Linked DNA regions of Mus musculus: regions 1, 2, 3, 4, 5 and 7 are each linked to region 6. The links are chromatin contacts, called in public ChIA-PET, Hi-C, HiChIP or PLAC-seq, capture Hi-C and promoter capture Hi-C maps. All regions are on one chromosome and are shown on one strand. Each heading gives the region's core, a stretch centred on a gene start, on an enhancer-like site or on the middle of the called end of the contact. The rest is flanking DNA. Distances are from core to core; before and after follow the strand shown. Region 1 holds the start of Abcd4 (ATP-binding cassette, sub-family D (ALD), member 4). Region 2 overlaps Npc2 (NPC intracellular cholesterol transporter 2). Region 3 holds the start of Syndig1l (synapse differentiation inducing 1 like). Region 4 holds the start of Jdp2 (Jun dimerization protein 2). Region 5 has its middle 15 kb from the start of Gm32296. Region 6 holds the start of Dlst (dihydrolipoamide S-succinyltransferase (E2 component of 2-oxo-glutarate complex)). Region 7 holds the start of Fos (FBJ osteosarcoma oncogene).

What was found. Promoter capture Hi-C pulls out the DNA fragments that hold promoters and counts their contacts. A called contact is a pair of places that touch in the nucleus more often than the background predicts. ChIA-PET counts read pairs in DNA pulled down with a chosen protein or histone mark. HiChIP or PLAC-seq counts read pairs in DNA pulled down with a chosen protein or histone mark. Capture Hi-C pulls out chosen DNA fragments and counts their contacts.
Region 1: a Hi-C map of granulocyte-monocyte progenitors shows a contact between it and region 6, with 6 times the contacts expected there. The contact joins the promoter of Abcd4 here to the promoter of Dlst in region 6. A contact is called at or near these places in 2 of 39 promoter capture datasets (hippocampal neurons and pre-B cells), 3 of 484 Hi-C or Micro-C datasets (granulocyte-monocyte progenitors, memory CD8 T cells and rod photoreceptor), 1 of 115 datasets of contacts at active chromatin or transcription factors (bone marrow-derived macrophages) and 2 of 9 other capture datasets (embryonic stem cells and pancreatic islet).
Region 2: a contact with region 6 is called in an H3K4me3 HiChIP or PLAC-seq map of pro-B cells, with 5 times the contacts expected there. The contact joins the enhancer-like site here to the promoter of Dlst in region 6. A contact is called at or near these places in 11 of 39 promoter capture datasets (3T3-L1-derived adipocytes, the C10 cell line, HPC-7-derived erythroid cells and 8 more), 1 of 15 datasets of contacts at CTCF or cohesin (the NIH/3T3 cell line), 1 of 484 Hi-C or Micro-C datasets (CD8 T cells), 3 of 115 datasets of contacts at active chromatin or transcription factors (embryonic stem cells, memory CD8 T cells and pro-B cells) and 1 of 9 other capture datasets (adipose tissue).
Region 3: a contact with region 6 is called in a capture Hi-C map of embryonic stem cells, with 2.6 times the contacts expected there. The contact joins the promoter of Syndig1l here to the promoter of Dlst in region 6. A contact is called at or near these places in 2 of 39 promoter capture datasets (embryonic stem cells and stem cell-derived epiblast-like cells) and 1 of 9 other capture datasets (embryonic stem cells).
Region 4: a contact with region 6 is called in an H3K27ac HiChIP or PLAC-seq map of microglia, with 5 times the contacts expected there. The contact joins the promoter of Jdp2 here to the promoter of Dlst in region 6. A contact is called at or near these places in 1 of 39 promoter capture datasets (neutrophils), 2 of 115 datasets of contacts at active chromatin or transcription factors (memory CD8 T cells and microglia) and 1 of 9 other capture datasets (adipose tissue).
Region 5: a promoter capture Hi-C map of embryonic stem cells shows a contact between it and region 6, with 2.2 times the contacts expected there. The contact joins the enhancer-like site here to the promoter of Dlst in region 6. A contact is called at or near these places in 6 of 39 promoter capture datasets (the C10 cell line, embryonic stem cells, hippocampal neurons and 3 more), 1 of 115 datasets of contacts at active chromatin or transcription factors (large pre-B cells) and 2 of 9 other capture datasets (adipose tissue and macrophages).
Region 7: a contact with region 6 is called in an RNA polymerase II ChIA-PET map of memory CD8 T cells, with 37 read pairs. The contact joins the promoter of Fos here to the promoter of Dlst in region 6. A contact is called at or near these places in 5 of 39 promoter capture datasets (the C10 cell line, cranial neural crest, embryonic stem cells and 1 more), 1 of 15 datasets of contacts at CTCF or cohesin (large pre-B cells), 3 of 484 Hi-C or Micro-C datasets (B cells, erythroblasts and pre-B cells), 9 of 115 datasets of contacts at active chromatin or transcription factors (cardiomyocytes, embryonic midbrain, embryonic stem cells and 5 more) and 4 of 9 other capture datasets (adipose tissue, embryonic stem cells, macrophages and 1 more).

What each region holds. Positions count from the first base shown.
Region 1 is chr12:84,615,990-84,618,972 of GRCm38.p6, reverse strand. Abcd4 (ATP-binding cassette, sub-family D (ALD), member 4) reads left to right here and starts at 1,507. Exons shown (of 19, transcript NM_008992.2): 1 at 1,507-1,690. The coding sequence starts at 1,653.
Region 2 is chr12:84,753,705-84,756,773 of GRCm38.p6, reverse strand. It overlaps Npc2 (NPC intracellular cholesterol transporter 2), which reads left to right. Exons shown (of 4, transcript NM_023409.4): 4 at 1-2,215. Among named protein-coding and RNA genes, the nearest start is that of Npc2, 18 kb to the left of the region's middle. Within about 2 kb of position 1,278, at least 20 of the 459 cell types and tissues checked have an H3K27ac peak or open chromatin away from gene starts, as enhancers often do. A contact at or near this core is called in pro-B cells, where this site is marked.
Region 3 is chr12:84,697,197-84,700,099 of GRCm38.p6, reverse strand. It overlaps Syndig1l (synapse differentiation inducing 1 like), which reads left to right and starts at 1,293. Exons shown (of 4, transcript NM_001033334.2): 1 at 1,293-1,574.
Region 4 is chr12:85,597,607-85,600,815 of GRCm38.p6, reverse strand. It overlaps Jdp2 (Jun dimerization protein 2), which reads right to left and starts at 1,400. Exons shown (of 4, transcript NM_030887.2): 1 at 1,202-1,400.
Region 5 is chr12:85,512,709-85,515,734 of GRCm38.p6, reverse strand. No RefSeq gene overlaps it. Among named protein-coding and RNA genes, the nearest start is that of Gm32296, 15 kb to the left of the region's middle. Within about 2 kb of position 1,359, at least 14 of the 459 cell types and tissues checked have an H3K27ac peak or open chromatin away from gene starts, as enhancers often do.
Region 6 is chr12:85,109,526-85,112,696 of GRCm38.p6, reverse strand. Dlst (dihydrolipoamide S-succinyltransferase (E2 component of 2-oxo-glutarate complex)) reads right to left here and starts at 1,864. Exons shown (of 15, transcript NM_030225.4): 1 at 1,738-1,864; 2 at 1,166-1,199. The coding sequence starts at 1,800. It also overlaps a transcript of Prox2 not described here.
Region 7 is chr12:85,472,486-85,475,391 of GRCm38.p6, reverse strand. Fos (FBJ osteosarcoma oncogene) reads right to left here and starts at 1,502. Exons shown (of 4, transcript NM_010234.3): 1 at 1,212-1,502; 2 at 206-457. The coding sequence starts at 1,352.

The DNA.
Region 1 (2,983 bases), core at 258-2,757, 490 kb after region 6:
CTTTAGTCAGTCTATAAGCATTTCATACATTTCTCGTTTAAGGATCGCAGCACTTGGAGGCAGAGGCAGGTGGATCTCTGAGATCCTGGCTAGCCTGGTGTAGAGAGCGAGTTTCAGGACAGCCAGGGCTACACAGTGGAACACTGTTTCGGGAAGAAAAAACAAAAACAAAAACAGAATAAACCAAAAGAACCAAAACAGCTGCAATCTAAACCAAACCAAACCAGAAACCCACTATAAATCAGTAGTGTTGAAAACTGCAAATGTAAAGTGAGGATCCTCTACCCTTTTTTTTTTTTTTTCCCCTTGAGGCAGGTCTCCTGTTGTCCAGGCTAATCATGAACTCAGCGCTTTCTATGTATCTGAGGCATATCTGGAACTCTTGATCCTCCTGCTCTACTGCCTCAGGTCCAGAATTACAGGGTTGAGCTGCCATATATGTCTGGAAAACTGATTTATATGTTTATTTCTGTAGTGCTGGGGCCTTATGTATGACACGCAAGTCGTTTACCACTAAGTCACATCTACCCGACTTAAATGATCATGCTGGGGCTGGTGAGATGGCTCAGTGGGTAAGAGTACCCGACTGCTTTTCCAAAGGTCCAGAGTTCAAATCCCAGCAACCACATGGTGGCTCACAACCATCCGTAACTAGATCTGACGCCCTCTTCTGGTGTGTCTGAAGACAGCTACAGTGTACTTACATATAATAAATACATCTTTAAAAAAAAAAAAAGTCACGCTGGCCAGGCATGATGGCGCATGCCTTTAATCCCAGCACTTGGGAGACAGAGGCAGGCGGATTTCTGAGTTCGAGGCCAGCCTGGTCTACAAAGTGAGTTCCAGGACAGCCAAGGCTACACAGAGAAACCCCGTTTCGAAAAACAAACAAAAAACAAACAAACAAAATCACGCTGGGGAGAGATGGGACGTCCTGGAGAGATGGCTCTGTGGTTACAAGCACTGGCTGCTCTTTCAGAAGCCCTGGGTCTGTAACTAGAGTTCCAGGGACTCCAATGCCCTCTTCTGGACTCTGCAGGCACCAGGCACTCACGTGGTACTCATACATGCAGGCAAAACATTCCTATACATAAAATACATTTTCAAGAAAATCTTGTAAATCGTGCTGGGACCAGGGAGCCAGCTCACCCGATGAAGGCTTTTCTCGCCAATCCTGACAACCTGAGTTGGCTCCTCGGGAGCCCTCATGATGGAAGGAGAAAATTGACTCCTCAAAGTTGTTCTCTGACACTTACGCCCTGGTTCACAGTTCGCGTGAACACACACATAGCTCACTAAATAAATATGTATTTTTTAAATTAATTAATTTTTTAAAAAACAGATCACGCTGTCTTCTCTGGGAGAAAGTTACACTCGGAACTACCAGTTGGCAAAAGAAACCTCCCAGCCCCACAGGGGACGCTCTGGCCACCCGGCCAGCTCTATAACCTCTTGCTACTCTCTTGTTCTTCAGGAAAGGCTGCGCTTCCGGGAACGGCCACAGCGCCGGAGCCGTCTTCTCTATCTAGCGCGTCTCTGTGGTCGCCAGAGTCCCACCCCTTTCCTCCTAGGGCGGGGCCCCGAGCTCTGAGGACTCTGCCCGGGGAGGACACCGGGCTTGCTCGGTCGCCTCGTCGCTTGCATCCCGGGTCATGGCGGTCCCGGGACCCACGGCCCGAGCTGGTGCCAGGTGAGCAGGGCTAGTGAGGACGGCCGGGTTGTCAGGGACGCACTGCCTGGGCAGTGGGGAAGGGGCTGCTCCCCTGCGGGTCCTTCCTTGCAACTTTCCTTCAGTTTGGGCTATTTGGAACCCTGGCTGCACAGAATGGAGTTGACGCTGCCTCACTCTAGGTACTGCGGACCCCCCTCTTTTGGCATCTTCCTCCCTTAGTTTTCGTTCTCAATTCCGATCTGCTCTTGGCACACCCTCCTTTGCATTAATTTTTTTCAGACCCTCTTACTTAAATTATCCTGTTACCTTAAAATATATGTTGACTTTGGATTCATGAATCATGTTGTGATTTTTTAAAAGAGAGAAGTTTTTAAACTGAGCATTGGGTTTTTTAGGTCATCCATGCTATATGACTTTTCACTCCTGAATGGTGCTCAGCGTCACCCTGGATAGATTCTATTTCCCTAGTAAAGGATGCCTGGATTACTTCCAGTATTTCAAGCACCACAAAGTACACCGTAATGAATATCCTGGCAATTGTCTCTTGATAGATAGATACTGATGGTTTCTCTTTAAGTTATCCACCTCAGGATAGAATGCTGAGCCATACTTAATTCTATAATGTTTTGGGGTGGTCGCGTCCAATTTATAGTTCCTGACAGCAATATATAAAGGTTCTAGTGTCCCTTATAACCATCCCCATATTTGGTATTGTTTAGTTTATTTTTCCTAATATGTATCTAAATGATGTATGTAAGATGGTATTTTTTAAAGGTTTATTTATTTATAATATGTAAGTACACTGTAGCTGTCTTCAGACACCTCAGAAAAGGGCAGATATCATTACCGAATGGTTATGAGCCACCATGTGGTTGCTGGGATTTGAACTCAGGACCTTCAGAAGAACAGTCAGTGCTCTTAACTGCTGAGTCATCCCTCCAGCCCTGTAAGATGGTATCCTATTGTAATAACTTTATTTTTATTTTATTGGGGGGGGGCGCATGCACATGCACGTGTGATATGTGTGCCATGACACAGGAATGGAGATCAGGGAACAGGTTTTGGAGTTGGTTTTTTCCGCAGTGGGATCTGGGGCTGGAATTCAGATCTTGGCGACAAACACTTGGACCTTTTGCTGGCTGAGCCATCTTGTCAACTACACTGTGCTAACTTAGTACATTTATTAGGCTCGTGGATTGTCCCTTTCATAGACTGCCTGCTTATATCCTCTCCTCACTTTCCTATGAAATATCCTGATGTGCTGGGTACATCACGTGTTGGCGCACGCCTTTAAGTCCAACACATGGGAGG
Region 2 (3,069 bases), core at 29-2,528, 360 kb after region 6:
TGGATCCACTGTGAAGGATGGCTTCCCAGAGTCTTCTGGCTGCCTGGGGGTGTTACCTCCCCTGTTTCTAAGTGCCTCCTGAGTCCCCAGCCCCTGGCTTATCAGTCAGATGAGTCTCCTTGGTAGCCTCTGCCCCATCGCTTCAGCAGTAGCGACTAGCTCTCCTCGGTATCCAGACTGGCTGAGGGGCAGTCTGCCGCAGAAATTTGTCTCTGAGTGGCTGTGTCTTTGTGGTTAGCTCTCGTTCTTTGGTAGTTTTCATTAAAGCCAATACTTGGTTGCAGGTGCTTGGTTTTGTTTTTTAACGGTATTTGTCTGTATCCTCTCTCTGCATGTAAGATTGAGCCTCCCCATAAATTCTAACTTGCCACTCCTGCGTGTGTGTTCAGTCTGTGGTTGCCTACTTCTTCCAGATGGCAGCCTCCTAGGTCCATAGCAGGCAGCCACCCAGTTCCGAAGCTCTAGAGAAGATGTGACTCACAGGACTCACGGGCACCGCCTCTTTCCTCGTTTTTATTTATACCAGCTAGACTTTATCCATAGAAAGTGGCCTTGTTCTGCATTGCTGTCAGTGTGCCTGAAGCAGCAACCACCACCTAGCACCACTTGAGGAGGCGTGGTGACGGGGACACTACGCGCCCTCATGGGGAAGCCTAGAAAGGAGAGGGAGGAAGAGGCTGTGGCTCTATGGAGGCAGGAGGGATGTGAGTTCCAGGCCAGTCCGAGTGGCAGCATAGTGAGATCCATTTAAATAAAGAAGTAGGCCCAAGCCGACAAGGGGCAGAAGGGTCGTGAGTTCCACACCAGCCTGGACTTAACCACTCTGCCGTCCCACCCTTCCCTGACTCAATTTCAGTTCTAGAAGGCAACAGAGGCATGAAGACTGCTGCAAGTTGGAGACCAACCCCGTCTACAAAATGAGCTCAAGGCCAGCCTGAGCTAAAGGAGACCTAGTCTCAGATGGGGAGAGAGAACATCATAGCAGATAACAGTTCCCTTTACTATATCTCAAGATGACTGACAGGTATGGTCATGGATCATAGTTTTTGGTAGGGAATGCACACGCTGTTTTTGAGATGAGGTCTGACGTATCTCAGGCTGGCTTTGAACTAGCCATGTATCGGAGAACCTTGACTTTCTGAGCCTCCTGCTTCTACCTCAAGTGCTGAGATTGCCAGTGTAGGCCCCCATTCATAAAATCCGAATAGCATAGGACTGGAGGCTTGCGGGTTTTTTTTTACCTGTGAGTTTCCCAGGCAAACCACCAGGGGGCAGCAATGGGTCAATAATGAAGTTCTTACCGGTGACCTGTTCACCCACTGTACAGAGGTCTTTTGTGTATCCTTTCACCCTGAGCCCACCCTATCTTCCCATATGAGTCAGAATCATGTGAACTCCAAAAGTAGTTACCTGCTGAGGTCGTTGCTTCCAGCTGCCCGTGGTTAAATTTTGGCTCCTCCAGTTATTCAGCTGTGAATGTGAGCTGTAAGTGATTCCATCTCTCCGTGCTTCAATTTGGATTTTCCTAATCCATTGACCAGGGACAATGGTAGCGCCATGTGAAGTGAAATGAGGCATGTAAAACACGAGTCAGGGCGTGCGGTATACACGCTGTCGGTGTGAGCCATTGTGCTAGGCTGCTCTTTTTGTCTAGAAATAGGAAAATCCGGAGGCTCAATCTCATGTGTAATGTGTCTCAGAAAAACATAGCTATCGTCTGTGTGGGAGCTTGCTGAGGGGCCAGGAGAAACTCACTTCTGTGTTTGCTGACTCCCTTTTCCCAACAGATTCTTCTTGCCTTTTTAGCTCTGCAACTAACAGCTCTCAAACCCGAAAAAATGGGGGGTGGGAGGAGGAAGCTCTGTTAGTGCCCTTGTGTCCTCATCAGAACAGGAGGTGACCCAACAGCTTAGGACTGTTTGCTTACGGGCCACTGGGAGGCTCAGTGGAGCCTGCAGTTGTGAGATAGGTAGTCTCCCATGGGAGGATTAGTTTGAAAGGTCATCCCTACAAGAAAGTTCACAGTCATTAACACAGAAGCCTTGAATCCTAAGCATACAAAGGGCCCCGTGTTTTCTACTGCCTGTCTCTGTGCAAACCTTGAGTCTTAGACCCACTCTTCCCTTACAGGAATCTGAGGCAGGTAAATCTCAAGATCCCCAATGCTATGGTCTGATCTTCATACTAATAAAAATCAAGGGGTGGAATCATTTCAGATCCTGGATGCCTGATTTTGAAGGAAGTTGTGTGTGTGTGTGTGTGTGTGTGTGTGTGTGTATGTGTGTGTGTGTGTTAAAAAACAGGGCTGGAGATGAGGCTTAAAGGATAAAAGGTCTCCCCAGAACCCACTAACAAAGCGAGATGTGGGGCTGAAGAGATGGCTCAGTGGTTAAGTACATTGGCTGCTCTTCCAGAGGACTGGGGTTCAGTTTTCAGCACCCACATGGTGGCTCATAGCTCCCTGTAACTGCACTTCCAGGGGGTCAGACACCCTCTTCGGGCATGGCATACACATGATACACGGACTTATTTGGGACTGGGGAGCCATGAATCGAGGGTAGGAACTGTGGCAAAGCAAAAGTGGGGTAAAGGTGTGTCCAAACCCCAGAAATCTGATCCTGAGATTGGCAGGAGTAAGGTCTCTGCACCCCCACGTCCCCCCACCCTCACCCCTGCTCTGAGCCTTCCTGTCCTGGAGCATGAAGCTTGGGACACACACACACACACACACACACACACACACACACCGCCTTTGCCCCCTGGAGGAGGCTACACAGCCAAGTAGCCAGGTCAAGCTTCCTCTCCCTTATAAGGTCATGTCCATCGGTACCTGGAATTCCTCCTTATGCAAATGAGACCCCAGCACCCTGCCCCAGGCCAATGATGTACATTCACTCCAAAAGCCCCTACCCACGCCCCAAAGGTTGCGTAGCAGCCTTTGTTCCCCCATTGGAGCTGTCTCCCAAGAGTCTGTTCTTGCTGCACTCATAACTGCCTGATCTGAAGCCACTCTGGTCACCCAAGGTGGACAGAGACGCGGAGCCTGAACAGCAGCAGACTTACATGCAG
Region 3 (2,903 bases), core at 44-2,543, 410 kb after region 6:
CACTGCAGAGTTTTGTTCCCAGGATTCTACAGCTGCCTCAGCTTCAGCGTGCTCTGGAGTTCCCTTTGCCCATCGCTATTTACCTTCCTTTAATGAGAATATGCCTTTTTTCCTGTCCTCTGGGTACCATGATGAATCTCAAGACCTTGTCATGGGTAGAGGGGAAGGCATGAACAATGCTGGTATCCATCCATTCACAACACTCGCGGTAGGGCTAATCTCTCACCATGCTTAAAAAGACAAAAAACAAAACAAAACAAAACAAATGACAAAAATTTAAATTAAATTAAGTTAAATTAAATTAAATTAAATTAAAGGGCTAGCAAGATGGCTCAGCAGGTAAGAGCACTGACTGTTCTTCTGAAGATCCTGAGTTCAAATCCCAGCAATAACATGGTGGCTCATAACCACCCATAATGAATAAATCTAAAAAAATAAAAATCTATGGGAGCTCAAGAAGAAGAAAAAAAAGAGCCGCATAGTTGGGAACACAGAGCCGCCAGAACCCTACAGTCAGATTAGATTTCAGGCCTCCTCATGGGAGAATGACAGAGATGGCTCACCCACTGAGCCTATTGGATGCCAATGTGTCACATATATGTCCTTATATGACCCCCTCATTGATGGATTCCGTCTGGAGAATTTGACAGGTTTTGTAACTTCCTCTGGGTCACACAGTGTTTGGAACAAACTATCACCAAAACTCATGGGCTATAGAACCTATATACTTCCCAACAGAACTGAAGTCTCCAAATCCCGATATTTAAGCTGTGTTGACCTCAGCACAACTCATCCATGTTTGGGAGACAGAGGGTACCTAGTAGATTGTTAAGATAATTAAATGAGATCACTCTGGCTAAATAAATAAATAACCTGGCGTGGTTTATTTAGTAGGCATTCAATAAATATTTTTGTTTGTTTGTTTCTCTTTGTAGGGCTGATCAATAATTTGAACTCAGAGCTTGGGAGCCTCAGAGCTCAAAAATACTCTAAGAAGCTCAAGGGTCGCGCGCGCATCGCTTCTGGGGTGCGCGAGAGGAGGCAGGGGAGAAAAGCTGGAGAAGAGGGTTTGGCTCCAGGAAGCAGAAAAGCCGGTTCCAGCTGCGCGCCCCTCGCGCCGCCGCCGCCTCCTCCGGGCTCCCCGACTTCCCGCCCCGCCCCGCCCCGCCCCTCCCCTCCCGGGAGCTGGGTCCGGAGTGCCTGGTGGGCTGGTTCTGGAGCGTGGAAGGGAGCACGGAGGCGAGAGGCAGGCGGTGGCGGCGGGAGGCGGGGACCCTCCTCGCCGCTCCCCCAAGTCGGCGCGGAGCCGCCTCGGGCCGGGCTGAGAGCTGAGCGCGGCGGAGCCGGGATGCGGGGCTCCCGGGACCGTGTAGGGCGCGCGGGGCGGCGGCGGGCGAGCGGGAGCTGTCCACGGTTCTGAAGCAGCGGCGGCGACAGCGGCAGGGACGCGGGCCGGGAGCAGGGAGCTCTCCTGGAAGCTTCACCGCGGCCGCGAGGCGGGGACGCCGTTGCTCGCCGGCCCATGCCCGGTCCCCGAGCCCCGCGAGGAGGCGGGACGGTCCGCAGAGCGACAGGTAAGGAGCCGTCTGGGGGCGCAGCGGGAGCGCAGAGCTAGGCACCGAGAGAGCTGGGGAATGCTGGGGGAGCCTAGCAGTGCTGAAGCTCCAACCCCTACAGGTCCTCGCACTCCTTCAGAGCTCTGGCCAGGTCCAGCCCCACTCTTCACCTCCTTGTTGGGTGACTCTAGGAGAGACTTGAGGCATCCAGACTGTGATAGGTACCTGGGCACCTTGACCCTGTACCTCCAGGTCTTGGCCCTGACCTGAGACAGCTCTGAGACACCTTGCCTACTGATTACAGGAACATTGATGTGAGTCTCCCAGACTCCCTAGTATCAGTCTCCACTAAGATTCCATGACATTGGTCAAATCTGAGTGGATTTCACTCAGCTATTCCTTCCCATCCAAGCCTGGTCACTAGAGTGACTGGAGAAGCTGTGATCTCTTTGCTCTTGGGTTTCTTTGCCCTGGAATAGCCCTTGGGACAGGGAAATGGGGGCAGGGGTTGTCTATCTCCTCAGGACTGGTTAATACATTTCTTTGGGGGAAAGGAAAAGGTGACAGGTTCCTCAGCTTTTTCCGTGACTCTCTTCCTCTTGAAAAGGGGCTGGGCTTGCATCACACTGCTTGGTTTGGGAAGACAACGTAGTGGACCCGGATCTGGTTTTCTATTATATGCCTGAGTGCTGATGACCCCGACAGAGCTTCCATTTGGTTCTCTCTCTCTCTCTCTCTCTCTCTCTCTCTCTCTCTCTCTCTCTCTCTCTCTCTCTGGCAAGAGTATGTAGCATGAGCTCATTCAGGCCTGCAAAGTGCTTCCAGTTCTTCAGCCCAGAGTTCTGTGAGTGGCAGAACAGACCCATGGAAATAAAACTGCGTAGAGGTAGACTAGTTCACTGCTGTGGTTGACCACGGTCTTCAGACTGGCTCCTCGGCACCCTCCCACCCAGCTCAATTCCGCACCCTTGGAGGTCAAAAGGCTCTGGTTGGCAGCTTCTAATTCCTGGCATTAGTTGTCCAAGCTTATTAAGCCCAGTCTCCTCATCTCTAAGATGAGGATAAGAGCCTTGGGCATCTGTCCACCTCAGGAAACTGTCCTGAGATGCCAGGAGAGACATCTCCCCGCAGTGAGCTCCTCTCACTGCCCCAGTCCCCTAGTCGGGCCTGCTAACAGTGATCAGCTTACTGCCGCCCTTAACCCCTATTCTGCAGTCCAGCCTTGGCTCCTTCTGCCTGCAGCCTCTAAGGAGTCCCAGAAACAGTGAAGTCCAACTCATAAATCTCCAGGAAATAAGAGGATTTCCTGCCCCCTTCCTCCATCAACACCTATAGGAGATAATATAG
Region 4 (3,209 bases), core at 151-2,650, 490 kb before region 6:
TACTTTAGGCAAAGTGAAACCTCTGGCGCCTTAGAGGCAGGAGAATAGTTGTTTCTATCCCCGGACCTCAGGTTTCTGTAAAGAACCCTGCTCACACCTGATCCCCGGTTAAACTCTTCCCTAGAAACCTGCACGGGAAGATAAGCCCGCCATCCAAGCTGAAGCCAGCCAGATTTGCTGAAAAGCAGGGAAAGCAAGAGGGGGTGATTTTTAAACCCTGGAGGGTGGGGGAGACTTGGGGGTGAGGTCGAGGGACGAGGAAGACAGTTGCTAACAGCCTTTGGGACAGGCAGGTACCCAGCTGTGGTACAGAGCCTGTTTCCCATGCTGCCTGAATTAAGATCCTGGGTAGAGTGGCCCAAGATTTAACAATACACAGACCTGTGCCACAGTCCCCTGGAAGGTGCCACTCCAACACATAAGGGCTGGACAATCTTCTAGGGGGAGCTGACTCAAATAGTCGATTGATTCCCCTCTTGCACCCGCCTCTCCACCTCTATCCCCAAATGGCCCATCCATTTCTGCAAATGAGTCAAGGCATCCCAGGCCTGCCAGCTCCTCCAGATACCCAGGCAAAGCCTGTTTCTGCCGCTCCAAGGGTCCAGGAAGCCTAGCCTTCTTGGATAAGAGGGGAGGAAGAGTGCCTTCTAAACTGGGCAGGTTACCTAAAGAAGCCTGCTTACCTTCTTATATAACCTGATGTGCCTGACGGGATCCCAAGGGAACTGGGGACTGCCCCGTGGTTCCCTCCTAACCCAGCCAGAGCCCGCCGCAGCAATGCTCTTAAGCGAAGGAAGCCCTGTTGGTTAGATGCCTTTCTCAATACCCTCCCCTCCAGGTCTTGCAAAGAGAGCTACGGAAGAGGCTGAGGCGCGACCTGTCAGCAGGTCTGGGGCGTGCATGCCCCCTTGAGTCCCCCGCAGTCCCCGGCACAGTTTTCTCCCGCTCACCCCGCCCTCTCCTCCGTCTGTGCACAGCCTCCCAGCAAGAGCACTGGGGAAGGAAAGCAAGGAGGGAGCGCCCCGCTGTCCCGGCCACAGACAGGACTGTCCTGCCCAGCCGGGGAACCACCGGTGGGCAGCGGCTGCAGCCATCCGATAGAGTATTCCGGCCCTGGGGTGGCGGGAGCCCCAGCGGTAGCTACTCCGGGGGAGGCCACCCCAGGTGCCCGCAGCCCCGCCTCCCCCCTCCGTGAACCCACCGTGCAGAAGCCGCTGGCGGAGGCGGCGGCCCCGGGCCCAGAACCCTGCTGCAGGCGCGGTGCCCACTCCGCGCTGCTGCCGCCCGCTGCCCAGGCCCGTCCCGGCCCGGGAGCCGCCGCGGCGCCAGCCCCGCCGCCGCCGCTGCAGCGTCCGCTGCCGCCAGCGCCCCCCGTCGCGGCCGCCGAGTGTCCCTCCCGCAGGCTGTGGCGGGCGGCGGGACGGGTTGCATCAGCCCCGGCTATATAGCGGGCCCTGAGTGGCGGGGAGGGGTCGGGAATGCGGAACCGGCCGAGCTGCCAGCTCCACACGTCAGAGGGGGACGGAGAGGAAGAGAAGGAGGGGACGGGGAGGAGGGGGTGTGGATCGCCCGCTTCACACCCACTGACCTTCACCTCCCCCGCCGCCGGCGCCCTCCTCCCGCCGATGCTCGCGCTCCTCCGCCTGCGGGGCCGGCCCGGGCCCCGCCGCGCTGGTCCCGGCAGCATTGCGGTCCGGCGGCGCGCCCCGCCCGCGGCTCCCGAGAGCGCGAGGCAGCAGGACACGGCGAGCGGTTATGTAAGCGCATCCCCTGCTCGGCCTTGCGGCCGCCACCCCCAAAATGCTACACAGCCCGGGAGGCAGCGACGCGAAGGCGGCGGCCGGATGAGCAGAGAACCCCTTCCAGCTCAGCCCACGCCGAACCATCCTCCTCCGTCCGGTGCGCTCTCCCCCAAATCCAGAGCGAGGGTTCCGCGCAGTGGTGTCTTCGGACGCTGCAGGATCTCGCAAGCTTGTTTTGTTTTTCCGCGGAGGAGCATGGGCGGGGGTTTAAGGCGTTTGGAAGCCTTAATCCCTACCCACTGTCCACCAAAGCGTCCTGACGTCCTGAAGCCATGCGGTGAATGAACGAGCTCCTGAAGTGGAACTGCACCCTGAGGCCACCGTTGTTGTCAGTGGCTGGCCCAGTTTGAGCCAGGGCTCTTTGCCCAACTCCAGCAGGCTTTTGCCTCCCTTTGACAGGACGCAGCAGTGAGCCTACCTGACTTCTGCCAAACCTCCAAAGGCCTTCTTCCTCAAGGACTCCAGGGCCAGCTTCCGTGCTCTCTTCCCACCCTGCTACAGAAGTAGATAGTAAAGAACACTCTAGATAAAATATGACAGTCCCTCAAAGGCGGATTGTCTCAGGCAGAAATGCGTGTGGCATCTGAGAACTATTTGCACACACACATAGACACACACAGGTCTCCATACCCTTGGGGGGGGGGGCAGACCCCCGCCCTCTTTCCTCTTAAATCAGAAAGGAGTGGCAATGTTGACACTCAGTGACCTTCGGCCTCCTTCTCAGAGAGACAGCAGGTCATCACCCATAGAAGAAAGGAAGTGAAAGAAAAAGTTCAAGTCTTCATAGAGTACAAATGCTGAGATCGAAAGACCAACAGGGAGGGAAGGAAGTCCACGCGCCAAGCCGGACAAGCAGGTCTCCACGTGCGTGCCTGCCTGCAGGGAGGAATCGGTCTCCATTTTACCCGTAAGTCTTCCTGCAGGGGGGAACAGGTGAATGGAAAGAAACAGACCAAGCCCTAATGACATCACTGTCCATCTTCCCCGCCACCATCAGCCCACTTCCCTCACAACACTGATGAAAGGAAAAAAAAGAAAGACTCCAAAGGAACACACGCCACAAACTCCGTGGTAATGTGAATCACTCCTGTAGGACATGATTCTCCATCCCAGAAAAGCCAGCAGCACCTTTACAACACACAGAGATCAAAGCTGGAGACTGGGGAACTGGCTCACATGATGCTTCTCCCCTAAGATGAGGATCTGATGTTTATGGGAAAGAAAACAGGGAACAGGTGGAGCATTAAACCTCTGTGTGTCCTCTGGTGGGACTTTGAAAACGCTAAACTCATCTCTGTGCAGGGCCTAATAATTGAAAATGTGTCCTTAAAGCTGCTCTTCTCCAAGGCCTACTTTGGATCATGGCTAGGTGACAGGTGTCCTTCTGGGTCACTACTTCCTCCACAA
Region 5 (3,026 bases), core at 110-2,609, 400 kb before region 6:
CACAGCACTTAGCATGGTCTTGGAGGCAGGAAGATGATGATGATGACGACGACGACGACGATGATGACAAAATAATTTTTTAAGAGTTCAGGACTAATCTGGACTACAGAGTAAGACCCTGGCATACACATCCCAAAGTCTCTGAGGGCTGGAGAGATGGCTCAGGATTTAACAACCATGCACTGCTCTTGCAGAGGACCTGAGTTCAGTTTCCAGCACCAACAAGGAGACCTGATATCCCTGGTTTCCTTGGGCATCAGCATACAGTGTATCTATGTGCACATGTGTGCACACATGCATTTACACACACACACACAACTAAGATAAATAAATAAAATATATATGTATTTCACTGGAGGTACAATTCATTTCTGAATGGGAGGACAGCTCTTTCTGGAGGAAACGATAAGTGTTCAAAACTCTTTAGAAGGTACATTGGCTTAATAGCCCCAAGGGAGAGAGAAAATAGCTATTTCCTGGCAGAGCCAAGTAAATGCAGCTGACTTCACCGACAGCTGCTGTGACCCCTGACTCTAGAATCAGGACATTACGGTTCAGAAGCAAAGACTTTGCAAGCAACTAACAGCTCTGCTGGTCACCTGCAAAGGACAACTGGCTGCCACTCAAAGCCAAGCCCAGAGAGGACTTAAAGCCGGCCTGCATCCTGGTCACCGCTTGGCCATGACATGGGCACCCTTCTTGGTGGAGGACCTCACACTATGAAGCAGCAGTGAGTGTCCAAATAAGTAAACAAACAAACAAACAAACAAACAAACAAACAAATAGGATGGAGAGCCACAGAGGAAGATCTTCTGCTCTGCTCTGCTCTGCTCTGGCCTCTGCTCAGGCACCACATACACCCTACCTACACCGCCACCACCCCCAATGACAGCAACAAGAAAGCAGCCAGCAGAGCAGCAGGAAGCGGGCAAAGCTGGACGGGGCAAACAAGGAGGGTGCTGAGTGCCCACTGTGCCCTCCCCAAGGACTTTCTCACCCAGGCCTCTGCCACAGACCGTCCTCTGATCTGCCTCAAAGGGTTTATAGTCTGACCCTGTACCGGGCTGCATCCCCGCTCCTGGGTTCCTGAGTGTTCAACACCCTGGGTTTTCCTTATAACCTGTTGTCTACAGAACCCTCTGGCTGTGGATAGCACAGAACACTTGGTGGTTCCGCTGGAGGCTTTCCAGGGAAGAAACCTTGAAGTGCATGGTCAGGGGAGAGGCCTGGGTGCTCCCCCGGAATCCAGGTGAGGAGCTGGAGAAAGGAAATGAATGAGAGACCGGAGAGGCAGGGCCTGTGCAATGAAGCCCGCCTCCCTCAAGCCAAAGTAAAAGCCACATCAGAAAGAGACCAGCCATGTGAAGAATTCGTTTTCTAGTGAAGAAGGCCAATAAGGAGGCCTAGGACTGTGCTGGTGCTAATGAACACACAGGCCCGGAGCTGAGAGCGCAGACTGGGGCTTTCCTGAGGCTGAAAAGGTTCATTCCCTAGAGCCTTTGGTAGGAGAAGGTTGAGGCAGGGAGGCCCTGCTGCAGCAGAGACACAAGGCAGGACCTGTTCTACACAGACTGTTGGGCCTCTCTGCTGCATTTCCCAAGGTGTGAGGACCCATCAAGGAAGCTGTGGCCTGACTGGGTGCTCTAGTGAGACTGTCTCTTGGGAGGCCTTCAGCACCTGTCTGTCCCTAACACTGACTCCAGCCTTTAGGGTCAACAGCCCAACCAGGCATTTCTTCCAGCTGCAGAATGTCCTCTCACAGGACCCTGGGAGTCCACCCTGCGGTGACACAGCTGGCTTCAGTCGTGACTAACCCAGGTTTGAGACCAGACTTTCCATAATGGGGCAAACCTCAGAAAAAGTCCATTGCTTCTGCAGGGGCTTTCTTTGCCCATCTGCAGTTGGCTCATCCTGAGGTCACAGAGGGCTCACCTTCCTCTTCCCCATTTTCTAAGGCCCTTTGTTCCTATGGGAAAGGCCCAGAGCCTGGCTCTTAGTCACCAAGCTGTTCTATCCTGGGCGCCTGCACATCTGCTTCCTAGGGGCTGGAGATGCAAGGCCTGTCTCTACACATCCCCATATCCAGAGCCATGGGCCACAGGGGACAGACAAGAAAACCAACTTTTCTAATTTGCAACACAGCCTGCCCCACAATACAGATAAGTACAGGATCCTCTGGGGGCCTGGAGATTGGGACTTCTATCAAGCCTGGGTGAATCGGGAAAAGTTATCCCAAGATAGTGGAAGGTGATCAAGAATTAGGCCCTGCAAGTAATAACATGCCAGTCTACTTGAAAATCTGGGACAAAATTTTCAGACAGGAGATGGCTCAGTCAATTTATCCTGAAGACATGAGGGCCTGAGTTCAATTCCCAAGACTCACATTTAAAAAAACAAAAACAAGCATGGAGATACAAGCGGGATTGCTGAGGCTTGGCTGGCTCTCAGACTAGCTAAAAATGGCCAGCTCTGGGTTCAGGAAGATGCTCTGTCTCAAGAGAATAAAGTAGAGAATGACAGATCAGAGTGACACCTGGCATTTCTGTACCCTGATGAAAGGCCAGGTCACAGAGCTTACTTGGTGATGATATTTCAACAGCTCTGACACCCGTGTCCTCTCCAGATAGAAAGCATAGTTCAAGACCCAGCAATCCCCTTTCCCCACCTCTGCAAAAGTGAAACCATCTAAACAGAGGGAGCTTCAGGCTGGACCACGGGCACACAGCGTGAGCAAATGATCTGGTCCATTTGTGACTACAGCATAACCTAACCTGTTCCTGACTGAGTTACCAGCATGGCTCAAACAGGGGCTGATTCAGGGAAGATCGAGGAGCTAGCCTGTGCCTCTACTTAAGCTCAGTTCCCTGCCATTCTTCCTTCGGATCTCAGAGTACCACAGAGGCTGTTGTCAAGTGTGTTTCTAGAAGCACGTCTCTACCTTTTAATAGTGCTGTGACCTTGGGAAGTTCAGTTGATCCATTTTAGGCTAATTTAACTAGTTTGAAATTGAAAATAATAAAGAGCAG
Region 6 (3,171 bases), core at 615-3,114:
CGACTGGCACGAGAAAGCCTACATACATAGGACTGAATCTTTCAACAAGTATTTTGCCAGAGCCAGATGTGGTAGCACAAGGCTGTAATCCTAGCTCTCTGAGGCAGAGAGGCAAGAGGAAGTTCAAGGCCAGCCTGGTATATGCATAGTTAGCTCTAGGTCAGACAGTCCTAACAGCAAGACTTTGTCTCCAAAAATAAAAAAGTGAAGGTGGGCAGGGATAAATACATATCTGCCAGGCACCTGATTAAAAGTAAGCTATGGAAGGTTGTTAATAACTTTCTCCTCTACCAAAGACAACAACCCACACACAGCTACGAGAATGAAAATCCAAACTTCCAGGCTTAGGGGTTCAGAACCGGTACTGCTCTTGCAGAGACCCAGGCACCGGGCATTTCCCAACCAACCTGCAACTCCAATTACAGGGGATCCCACACCTCTTCTGGCCTCCGTGGGCACAGAATGCCAAGTGTGTACACAGTACACATAAAGAAAAATAAATTTAAGGGAAAAAATATCTAAACTTCCGAAAGCCTCTACACCATCATCTTCCTCGAGATACTGTTTCCTTTAACTAATGGCTTCTGACCAGTCACTTTGTTTCCAATTCCAAAAGAATGCCACACCTGTTTCCTTCTTCACTGACTTCATGCATTCTACCCCTTTCTTTCTCTCTCTTCTTCTTCTCTTCACTGACTGTCACATCCTGCAAGCCACAACTTTAATGTCACCTATTTAAACCTGTTCTGTCCATGTTTCCAAACACTTAGATGATTGATGATCAGCAATTTACACCATGCCTTTCCCTTACGCCTCAGGCTCCTGGAGGACAAGACTTTTTGCATTGTTGTATTTCTAACGAGCATCTAGCACAGTGCCCTGACAGTGTAAATTCAGTAACCGTGGGCCGCTGGTGTTGCTCAGTGGTTAAGTGCTTGCCTCCCATGCCCTAGCTTCTATCCTCAGCACCACAAAAAGCTGAACAAAACCCAGTAAGGATGCGCCGGGTGAGTACATGACAGCAGTTATACTTAAGGGAGTCTTTTGCTTCGCATCTCTCTGAATTCATTGTCTTTAAATACCATGAGAAGAAACATCAGATTTCCTCCCATGCTGCTCTGCCCACGAGAAGTGCATTTTAGGTGACCGCAAGGGCAGAACTTACCAGGCAGGGAACGTCTCCCTAGAGGGCAGTTCCCCTGTTGAGAAAGAAGACATTATCGACGTCACCCAAAATGAAAAGAGGGGGGAAAAAAACAAACAAACATTTTTTTTAAGGGCACGTTTATCGTGCTGCTGACAGGTAATGACACGTTTATCGTGCTCTTAACTCCGAAAGTAGACGCAAAACACCGAGTCGGCCAAACTCTGTCATCCTCCCCTGAGCCTGCCAGGCGCTAGTTTGGAGACCGCGAAGAGACAGGCCGCGGAATACGGTTGGGGGCCGTGCCTCCTCTCTTAACTCTAAGTCAATGTCGCTGCGGGCGCGGCTCCCAGCCCCGGAGCAAAGGGTTCGGGACAGCGGGAAAACGGCCGGCGCGGGCTGCCTGGGAGAGGACAGGGGCTCCGGGGCTCCGTACACGCGGCTGGGCGGCTCCGCGGGCGTCGGCAGCCACCGCGTCCCGGTGCCCTTGGTGGCCGGCCTGGCCAGCACACAGCGTCCCTGCCCTTCGGCCTGCCCGTCCGCCCACAGCCATGTTCGGCACCCATCGGAGCCCGGGCCCCGCCAGACAGTACCTTCTGGAAGGCAGAAAGCGAGCGGCTGAACGCCCGGGACACGCAGCGTGACCGGGACAGCATCGCGGAGGCAGCGGGATGGAGGGCGGGCGGACACCGGATACAGGGCCCGGCAGCAACCGGAAGTGAGACCGGCCGCGGCACCAGCCAAGCGGCGAGGGGTGTTCGGAGCGAACCACTAACCGTGCTGGGTGCCGGGCGGTGTGAGCCGGGCTCGCATCCTTAGCGGTCCCAGCGCGGGGCATCTGTGGCGCTGTCAAGAGAAGGCCAACTTGGGTTAGTATTCTTCGAGGACAACCATCCGGCCACCGGAGCGCCCCCGGGTTCAAGCCTTCCCTGCCTTTCCTCAGAGCTGGTTCTGTTTGGCGCCGTTTTCTGCTGCCCCCAAACCTAGCCTTTCTGCCTCTGCATTCTAGGAAGAGAGGGAAATGGCTAGGAACTTAGATCTCAGGCCGGTGATTAGGCTTATGTGGACTTGGGCAGGTGGGTCGCGATCCTTTGGAGGGTCCAACGACCCTTTCAGTGGGATCACATATCAGATATCTAGCATACCGGATAATTACATTACAACTCACAACAGTAGCAAATTTACAGTTATGAAGTAGCAACAAAATAATCTTATGGCCCGGGATCACTACAAGAGGAACTGTATTAAAGGACCTGTAAGACTTCACCAACTAGCCCCACTGTGCTTTAGCTCCTGATCTTCTCCCGCCCCTGAGCAAACTCTCCAGCCAAGCTAACTGTGCTCCACCCAGCTTGTGAACTCTGGAAGTTATTTGCTACCCAACTCTGGGAATGTGACATACTAATCTTATGGGGGTTACACTTTTGTTCAATGTCATGCCCCATTGGCAGAGGTTGTAGAAACGCTTGTAGGCTTCCTGCGCCCCCTCCCCCCGCAGCTTTGTGTATACCATTCTGCCCATTGCCTTACATTGAAAGCGCTTGCCACCCTTACCCTGCTTACTTGCTCGCTCTTAAATCCCTAGGCCTTTAACCCTGGCTTCCTAACAGAAATAGTATTCCATGAGCTCAGCTGAATAAATATCAAATTAATGTCTGAATGAATAAATGAACCACGTAGTGCCTTTGATTTTTTTTTTTTGAGTTATTTTGCCTAATTTTCAAAACCTTCACAAAGCCTCTGCTCACCAAACCCTGGATCCAATGGCATTGGAATCTCTGAGCCTTGGGCAGAAGCCCTGATTAGAAAGAGAGACATCATCTGTCCCAGCTGCCCTCACTATTGAGCCTGTAATGCCCTTCATCTGTTTCCTTCAAAGCTTCCTTGTAGCAGGTCTAAGACTCCACTTTCACTCTCTCCACTCCGCCTTCACACCTCTGTCAAAGATCCTTTGTTAGTGTAGAGTTAATCCTGCCACTCCCCTGCTTAAATTCTTCCAGTTGCTACTGCCTGCCTGTCTATACAGC
Region 7 (2,906 bases), core at 253-2,752, 360 kb before region 6:
GAAGTAGGAAGCTGTCAGGGAAACTGTCTAGAGTTTGTCTTGGGTCCAACTGTCAAAATCTGACAAGGGAGGGAAAGGGCTAGCAGCCACAGCTCCTGGTCAGGAAGTGCAGTCAGTAGCGTCCCTTCTCTGTTGTGTGGTCTGTGCGTCAGTCTCCGCCCCCCCCCCCCCCCCCAGCCCACAAAGGTCCAGAATCGCTGCTCACCTGCTCTACTTTGCCCCTTCTGCCGATGCTCTGCGCTCTGCCTCCTGACACGGTCTTCACCATTCCCGCTCTGGCGTAAGCCCCAGCAGACTGGGTGGGGAGTCCGTAAGGATGGGGCGCTCTGGTCTGCGATGGGGCCACGGAGGAGACCAGAGTGGGCTGCACCAGCCACTGCAGGTCTGGGCTGGTGGAGATGGCTGTCACCGTGGGGATAAAGTTGGCACTAGAGACGGACAGATCTGCGCAAAAGTCCTGAAACAAAACAAAAAGAGGAAAGCGGAGGTGAGCGAGGAGGTTCCAGACACAGGTGGAGCAAGTGGCCCTAGTGTCGCATGAAGCAGGGAGAGAGAAGCATTCCGGTCAGAGACTGCTTATGTCTTCCTGTATGCACCTCATCGGAGATAAAAGCTCTCCCAATATCCTCCCTTGAATTCCGCAGCGCAGCCTTTCTCCTCCATCCTACTGCTGCGTTCCCGTTATCCCTTCGGCATCACTCGCTCGAAAGGGGGTTTGTTATAAATATCCCTGACGTCTGCGCTGACGCAGGCGCTGCTCCGGAGTCTCCAGAATGAACTCGCTTTTTATCAATGAAACTGCCTTACACACCCGCCCGCAGCACCCTCCTCCCTCCTCCCTCCTCCCTGCTCCAGGCTGCCCCGGGAGGGGGGATTGCCGCGGTTTGCCGCCTCCCAAACTCTAGTTAGCGACTCTTTGCTCGAGACTTGTTGGCCCCGGCTGATCTCAGAAACAAGTCGGCCGAGAGAAGAATGCAGGCAGGCCACTCAGAATAAACCTGCCGCGCGGGAAGGGGTCACTAAGTCTTACTATGACAAGTGTGCACGCGCTCAGACAAGTCCTGGGTTCCCAGGCTAAGGCTGCTCTGACCGCGCCAGTCTCCCTCCAGAGCGAAAAAGGAAGACCCCCCCGCCCCTGCGAGTCACACCCCAGTGTCTCCTCCACGGCGACCCTCAGCGCGGACCTGGCGGCTACACAAAGCCAAACTCACCTGTGTGTTGACAGGAGAGCCCATGCTGGAGAAGGAGTCGGCTGGGGAATGGTAGTAGGAAAGGCTGTCCCCGGCCGGGGAGGCGCTACTGCAGCGGGAGGATGACGCCTCGTAGTCGGCGTTGAAACCCGAGAACATCATGGTCGAAGTTTGGGGAAAGCCCGGCAAGGGGTCCAGGGGTAGACACTGGTGGGAGCTGCAGAGCAGAGCTGGGTGGGAGCGCGGTCACTGCTCGTTCGCGGAACCGCCGGCTCTATCCAGTCTTCTCAGTTGCTCGCTGCAGTCGCGGTTGGAGTAGTAGGCGCCTCAGCTGGCGCCTTTATAGAAGCGCTGTGAATGGATGGACTTCCTACGTCACTGGGCGGAACTGGAAGGGGGGGGAAGCGCGCCCCAAGGCCCTCTGCGGGCGCTCTGTCGTCAACTCTACGCCCCAGGCTTTCAACCCCCGTCTTGGCATACATCTTTCACCTATGAGTGTTCACATTTGGGATCTTAGGGGGTCTCCTAGACCTTCCGCGTGTAGGATTTCGGAGATGGTCCCCCCCCCAGAACAACAGGGACCGGCCGTGGAAACCTGCTGACGCAGATGTCCTAATATGGACATCCTGTGTAAAGGAGGGAGGGATTGACGGGAACAGCTCGCCGGCTGCAGCCAACTCTGAGGGTGCAGCGCAGGGGGGGAACCGGGGCCGCGGCCGGGGGAGGGGAGGCGGGAAAGGCAGAGAAGGCGAGCGAACATTCGCACCTGATTCAATGTGGACCCGGTTCCCAGGGTCAAGGGATGAGACCCGGGTCATTGTCCAGCAATCTGGAACTTTTTTTTTTTTTTTGAGTCTCTGGTATTAGGAGAAGCAAGTACGCAGCCTTAAAGGCTCGAAGCCTCTGTTCCTAAAGGAAAGCTTGCCCACATCAGCCCCCCATCCCAAATCAGTGCAGAGAAGAAAAAGGGGGGGTCAGCTTCTCAGCCCCTCTCTCCAGCTCCTTGCCTGGAGAAACTTTAGGACTGAGGTTGGAAGCAGCAAGTGAAGGATTGTAAATAAGTGTACAATAACCTGATTTAACTACAGTACTGGGTTCATTCATAAATTCGTGTTTTAAAGGACGGCAGCACCTACTCCCCGACCCTTAGCCACTTAGAGCTATCAAGGCGACAGTCCCCGTTGACACTGACGGATAAACATTGTGCAAAACCACCCTACAAGTATGCCTGAAGGGGTCGTATGTTTAGTTTTGAGCTGAGACCAGAGGGCGAGTCGGGGCAGGGGGGGAGCTCAGAATTACAAAGTGAGGTGAGCTCGGGGGGGGGGGGGGAGGAGAAAGCAAGTCGGTGCTGGGGAGATGGGGGTCTGAATACGTGCAGCCTGGAAACTGCGCTTACAAGGAACCCGCCTGCAGCGGGTGATTTTCCAGATCGGACTTGGGAAGGGGGGTGGGGGCGCAGAGGGGACGGGAAGAAAGGTTCCCAGCTGTGCCGAGATTTTGGCGTCTGGGACCTGAGAACAGCTTTGAGTCTTGGAAGATGGAACTTTGAAGAGGTCAGGTGCTTCAGTGTAGAACAAACACACCCCTACTTGCCCTCGGCCTCCTGTCCTTCCGCAGAGGACAAGCCGGGTTAGACTGACTGGGCCGGTCACCTCTGGGATAGGAAACCGCAGATCCTCGCAGAACTCATGTGTCCCCCTCGTCTCCATTCTG